Linked DNA regions of Triticum aestivum: region 1 is linked to region 2. A link is a contact called in public Hi-C data. All regions are on one chromosome and are shown on one strand. The core of a region is the stretch at or near the end of the contact, and the rest is flanking DNA. Distances in the headings are between cores, read along the strand shown. Region 1 holds the start of LOC123165205 (mitochondrial pyruvate carrier 1). Region 2 holds the start of LOC123180281 (calmodulin-interacting protein 111).

Region 1 (3,114 bases), core at 326-2,825, 490 kb before region 2:
TTGAGCCCTAGCATAGCGAGATAACTGGTAGAGCTGAACGCTTTCGTTGGAGGCATGGGTTGCCATAAGAAAATAGTTCCGGGGCCGTACCACCCATGCGAACCTCATAAATAGGCCAGAATACACACACATGACTGCACAACACAATAGTAGTCATTAAAGATAGTTGAAGAGGTATTGATCATCAAACTATATCTAGAATCTGTGACTTGTCAGACAAATAACCTGCAGTCATATGGCCGGATATCAATTCAGGTGGCTTGTTCATGTCAGCCATACCCTGGAGATGAAATAACAACCGAGGGATTATTGAGTTACAATGTAACTTAATGAGAGGCGAACTTGAAAAGATTATTCATTTGCACAGTTTCATGAACTTCCTAGAAAGAGATTATGCTTCAAAATCCGACAATATTTTCCTAACAGTAGTAAGTAAGAAATTAATGAATTAATGACAACACCGATGCATATGAATCGACTGGAATTCATGGGTTTTAATAATATTTGAGTACATAATTAGGCCTTCTTTGGTTCATAGGAATAGGAAAATCATAGAAAGTGAGATGACATGTATCTTAATTTCTACAAGGAAAGATATCGATGTCATTTGATGGATAAGATATGAATTTTTCTATTGAGTCTAGGCTAATATTTCTTTTCCTTTAAACTATGAAGGATTACTTCCTATCCTATATAAGAACAGGAATCCATTCCTACAAATGAAAGAGCTCTGAACGAATATTTTCTATAAAATTTATATCCTTTAGGATTCCTACAAAGTTCTTGTAAATCAAAGGAGTCCTTAAATCGTGAAATTGCAGTGGGTCGCTGAGAGGTATATTAGGTTGGCTATAGATGACACGATAACTTTATTTATTATTCATGCTCTAATAGATTCGGGGCATGGTAGTCTCACCGAAGAGAACATTATCATGCAAATAAAAAACTAAAACATCTGTCTATTCTTGGTCTCCTTCCCCGTTTCCACAACCTCTCTGGTCACTCATTTGGGACGATTGGAAGATAATTTATTTGGCGTTGTATATGTTAATCTATTTTTAGATTCAATCAAACATAAAGAAGTTTGAGGTAAAGCTAGAACTACAGTTAATTTGCAACTGAGACTAAGAGAGAAATTCCCCGTATATAGATGATCATCATAGGACTGCGACTGTTGTCAAAAACATCACTAGGAAATTGCAGCACTCTCGTGTTTGCGATCAACCAACGGCACAGGCTAATTTGGGAAAGCTTAGAGAGAGAGAGAATCGTGGAGCGCGTACCGCGAGGATGAAGCCCCAGTTGCTGACGGGTCCCCAGAAGTGCGTGGTCCTGGGGCCGACGGGGCTGTTCAAGAACGCCTTGAACGCCGTGGCCATGGCGGAGAACCTCGCCCCCTCTACGGCTGTTTGCCTGCCGTCCGCGGGTGCGGATGGACTCGTGGAGACGGCCAACAGGTGAGGAACGAGCGGGCAAGCCTCCGAGCTTGTGGGGGGTGGGTGGGGGCAGCAAAATAAGAAGATGATTTAACGGAGAGTGGGCACACTGTCCCACTCATGCACTTGCGCGCGCAGGTCCATCACATGATCTGGAAATGATCGATGCGGCCATGCGGGGGCTCACTGTGCATGGTGTGGATATGTATGCACTACACCGTAAGCTGATTAGGCTCCACCGCGTTGGTAGCATGGGCGGCTAGCTTGAATACTTTGAGGTGAGCACGCTCTCGTTCCTACCACAAGAGCTGAGGCCTGATCACTCGGTCCACATTCTATTTTAGCTTCTTTCTCACGTTCATTTCCGTGAAGCCTGATCACTCGTTCACGCATTGCCGGACGGTTTGCTATCATGGTACGTACGTTCGTATCGCCGCCGGGTGGAGCACGTAACCGGCAATGGTTGGAAGCATTTGAATTACTCGCACCATGTAACTGGGGCAGATCCATATGCCTAACCGAGGCTTAACTTAGCTGGGTTTGGCCTCAGCAGTGACCTGTACGGTGTAGTTAATTGCTTGTTGGTAATTTTTAACTGAAAGGAGACCGACCCCAGACTGATGTGTCGAACAATGACTTGGGTAACTCACATAAACAATGGATTCCTTAGAATAGCCTTAGCAGCCACTTGTGGGGGCCGGCAGCGTGAAGCCCGAGAATCTTGCTTTTTTTATTCTAAGTCTGCGCTCAGGAAGGAGATGACAGGATAAGATCACCTATGGCCGTCGTGGCGGTGACCAGGACGTCGACGGCGGCGGACGATATTGCTATACTCTGTCGACCGAGTACTAGCAAGCTGGGTGAGGCGGAATACACTTTGGTTCCTGGTGGTAGATACATCCTATATAAAGATTTTTTTAATAATTAAACGTAAAATCAAAATAGTTTAGAAGTACTAGTACAAATGCCCGTGCGTTGCACCGGCCAAAAAAATAGCACAATCAGCTTCCTGTGCCATTGTGCATCATTTTTTATATTTAATTTTAATAAACATCCATAATAAGGTTAAACCTGGAAAATTCTTTATTTTTAATAAAAGTTAGCGTTCTCGTACAAATTGAAACACTTTTCAGAATAGTTAACATTTTTTTTGAAATTGGAACATTTCTCTAGAAAAGAACATTTTTACGGGAAAAAGAACATTTTTTGAACATATATTTTTAATGAAAATAATGTTTTCTTTTTTAGTTGTACATTTTTAGATGGACTTTGTTTCAGTAAAAATGGAACTTTTGGGGAATTTTGAAGTTTTTGTAAAAAATGAGAACATGTTTTTTTGAAACAAAGATAGTGTGAACATTTTAAAGCTATTTTTACCATGTTAAGTTTTTTAAGATATTTTTATAGAATTTTTGTTAGGGATTTTTTACAGATGGTTGTTTTGTTGGAAAGAGTTTATTTTTTTTTAAGATGTAGAAAATATGCCCGTGCGTTGAAACGGGAGAAAAATTCATTGCACTCCCCTAGCCTAATAAGTTAGGAGAAATGTGCTTTTTGCTAGACCATCTTTGTAAAACGGCCAAGAAATATATGCATTGTTTGGTTTGCGCCACCGCTCATGTTTTGCTATGGAGCAAACACCAATGGCCATGATCCAGATGACAAGCGCTCATGCTTC
Region 2 (3,097 bases), core at 134-2,633:
AGAACTTTAACTACTTGAGCCGTCGGATGTCACCTTGAAGCTTCAACCCACAACACTGCATTTTCATCAAAAGAAACAACTTGAATGAAGATGGAGTGGTTAGAGGTACGATTTTTGAGAAACACCAATGGTAACCACCTTCCTCAACTAGGAAGGATTAAAAGCCTGCATCCACAAATACTTTTAGGGCTTGAATGAATCTGAGATTACAAGTCTATGTACACTGCCAGTCCGTTGCATCTCCACGCCACCAACATCGTCCACGTCGGCACCCTGCTCGACAGCCTTGGCTCCAATCTTTAGGAGAAGGACGACATCCTCGAGTGGCTCAATAGGCACGACACCAGATCCTAAGAGAATAAAAATCATATATTTTAGCTCCCTTTGATTTGACACTCCATACTTAACACCTTCATTTTGGAAAGTGCTACAATAACTTCTTGTACTTGGGGATTATCAAGCCCTTTATGGCGCCATTTTCGGAGAGCGTAACGCTAAGGGTAAATATTCTCGTGTGCATCTATTGGCTTTACCACTAAGTAGCTTTTATTCTTGTTCTATAGTTGTGTTTCTGTCTTGTTATGGTAGGCAATGCAAAATAACCCCCCCCCCCCCCCCCCAGAAAAAAGATGTGCTTGCTACCTAAAGAGTCGAGGAACCTCCTACAATCGTCGATACCGCTGAAAGAGATTACATTGGTAGCTCCTTATCAATGAGCACACTTGTTAAAATGCCAACTTACTTGGTAGGGGGGACATCAGGAGAGTGTGACTACTTCAAGAGTTACCGCTTGTCTCAAAAGGAGAAACACTTGTGGGATTTAATAAACTAATTGCATTGGTATTCTAGAACTTTGTGTGCTCAATATGATACAACTTGTTGCTTTAGGAAGGATACTAAACAACCTTCATTTCAACCTAAGTACAATGATAATGACACATTGGCTCCTTATATTAAGGATGAATATGATTATTATGATATATTCCCTTCGTTTCTAAATATAAGCTTTTTTAGAGATTCCAATATGGCTAGTCCGTATTGAAATCTCTAAAAAGGCTTATATCTAAAAACGGAAGTTGTTGCTTTTAGAGGTGCTTATGAAATTGCCTCTATATTTGAATTTGAATTTGAAACTAATGATGATCCTTATAAATCTATAAAAACTTTGTTATACTTAAATGTTGCTTAAAAAATTTCAGTAACATTCCTTATATTAATAATGATATTAAGAGAGTCTCGGCTGTTTGAGAAAAGATTTATATTTTGTAGGAACCCATGGAAGAAAGAAATTGCTGAAACTGAGTGCTCCTCGTATTACACCAGGGTGGAAGGAGAATGCCCTTCGTGCGTGGGTTGCTGCCAGGTGGGCCCGCGGAGGCCAAGCTGGGGTAGGATCAAAAAGAAAATTCGTAGTTGAGGAAACGGAAAAGCAAACGAGCTCAGCTGACGCTCCCTAGGTTCCTAGCCGCCGCCGGCCCACCGCCGCTACTGCCGGTCCTCCGCCGCGGCGCGCTCAACCGGGCGAAGCCTCTGCTGCCCCGCCGCCGGTACAGGAGCCCAGCAGCGCTTCCCTCCGTCGAGCAGCCGCTCTCACACGCAGCGCCTCCCTCCCTGGGGCAGCCGCTCCCGCCTAGCAACGCCGCCGACCGAAGCTACGCCGGAGACCAGTCCTTAGGCAGGTAGCCACCACTCCTTCGTCCCCCCTCCCCTTCCTCCCTCTTCCTCATTCACCCTCCCTCCTTCCTCTTGCATCCATGTTTGTTCAAATTTTTGTTCTGATTTAATGATTTTTGTATCGGATGCGTACTTGCTATAGATTGGATATTGTGAGTATAATGATGGAATTTTCTTGATGAGTATTTTCTGCATGATATTTCCAATGCATGTTCAAGTTGACATGTGAAAAGATTTTGCTTGATAGGTGTTTGTGATAATGCTTGTAGGGGCAAATTGTTGTTCGAATTTCAGTTGAGCAAATGTTTTGGTCTAAACATGTTAGCAGTGAAACATGCAATGACTCACCATTTATATGAAAAACAAAAGATTCAGTTGTTTTATCCGCACTGTCTTGACCTGAAATCAAAGCTTAGCAGTAACATGCATTTTGACAGAGCAGGAGCTTTCTCTTGGTTATACTGGCCGAAATTGGTTTACACATTAGTACTAGTGGTATTGTTGGCATGATTGATGTCTCAAATCTTGTTTGTGATTGGGAATATGGTGGTACTATTACGCTGTGTTGTTGTTTTTAACAGTCAGACCTAAAATACTACCGTTTAAAGTGATTGTTTCTCCTTCTGCATGTTAGTTGATTGATCTTTAGGTTCCACCATTCGTGTTATGCCATGCTGCAAGCCTTTCATTGTTGGTTTCTTGTTTATTCATACTCCTACAATATTACAATTTCTCCTACAATTATGTGTTTCCTGTTACAATAGTCAATCATTCTTCGGGTTTTTACCTAGTCAACCTCACTAGCAATGTTACACAAGGCTTCATTTTCGGGGTTTGATGTTAACATTAATTTATGTTTCAGTATATATGCTAGGAAGGTATTGAATTGCATGTGTACGTACCTCCCAGTGCTACGAAAGGGGGTGTCACCAACACAAGCGAATCACGTTCAAGAGGAGGAGAGCGAAGATATCTTGAACAATATTCGTAGTAGGATAGCCGATGCGTGTTTTGTGAGAGCAAGATAGGTTAGCTATGTTGATGAAGGCCATCATCATGTGAACAATTTGTGTTCTGTATGGTCCATATCTTATTTATTAATATTTATACGCATGAAGTATGAAACACTACAATATAATCATTGAATTTCCTATATGTTATCCATGAATTGTCTAATTTTCCTTTCCAAAATGGTTGTTGAAATGCCTAACAATGTAAAAGTCACTGCTTAGTACATAAACATTCTTTCAGCCCCGAGGGGCATTACGGACAATTCATGCCAAATCTACAATTTCACAGTTGTCTCGACCAAACAACTTCCAGCCTTTTCACAGTTCTCAGCTCACAGCCGCTTTCTCACAGCTCGCAGCTCACGGCTGCTTTCTCAGAACTCGCAGCTCAACCAAACATACCCTAATTCTAC

The links. Hi-C and Micro-C count contacts between places; a contact is called where the count stands out from the background.
Region 1: a Hi-C map of leaf shows a contact between it and region 2, with 6 times the contacts expected there. The contact joins the promoter of LOC123165205 here to the promoter of LOC123180281 in region 2. A contact is called at or near these places in 2 of 5 Hi-C or Micro-C datasets (both in leaf).

The regions. Positions count from the first base shown.
Region 1 is chr1D:58,645,758-58,648,871 of IWGSC CS RefSeq v2.1, reverse strand. LOC123165205 (mitochondrial pyruvate carrier 1) reads right to left here and starts at 1,575. Exons shown (of 4, transcript XM_044582838.1): 1 at 1,284-1,575; 2 at 226-280; 3 at 1-134. The coding sequence starts at 1,379.
Region 2 is chr1D:58,159,544-58,162,640 of IWGSC CS RefSeq v2.1, reverse strand. LOC123180281 (calmodulin-interacting protein 111) reads left to right here and starts at 1,383. Exons shown (of 14, transcript XM_044592272.1): 1 at 1,383-1,675. LOC123180282 (protein RCC2) reads right to left here. Exons shown (of 17, transcript XM_044592275.1): 17 at 113-350. The coding sequence ends at 184.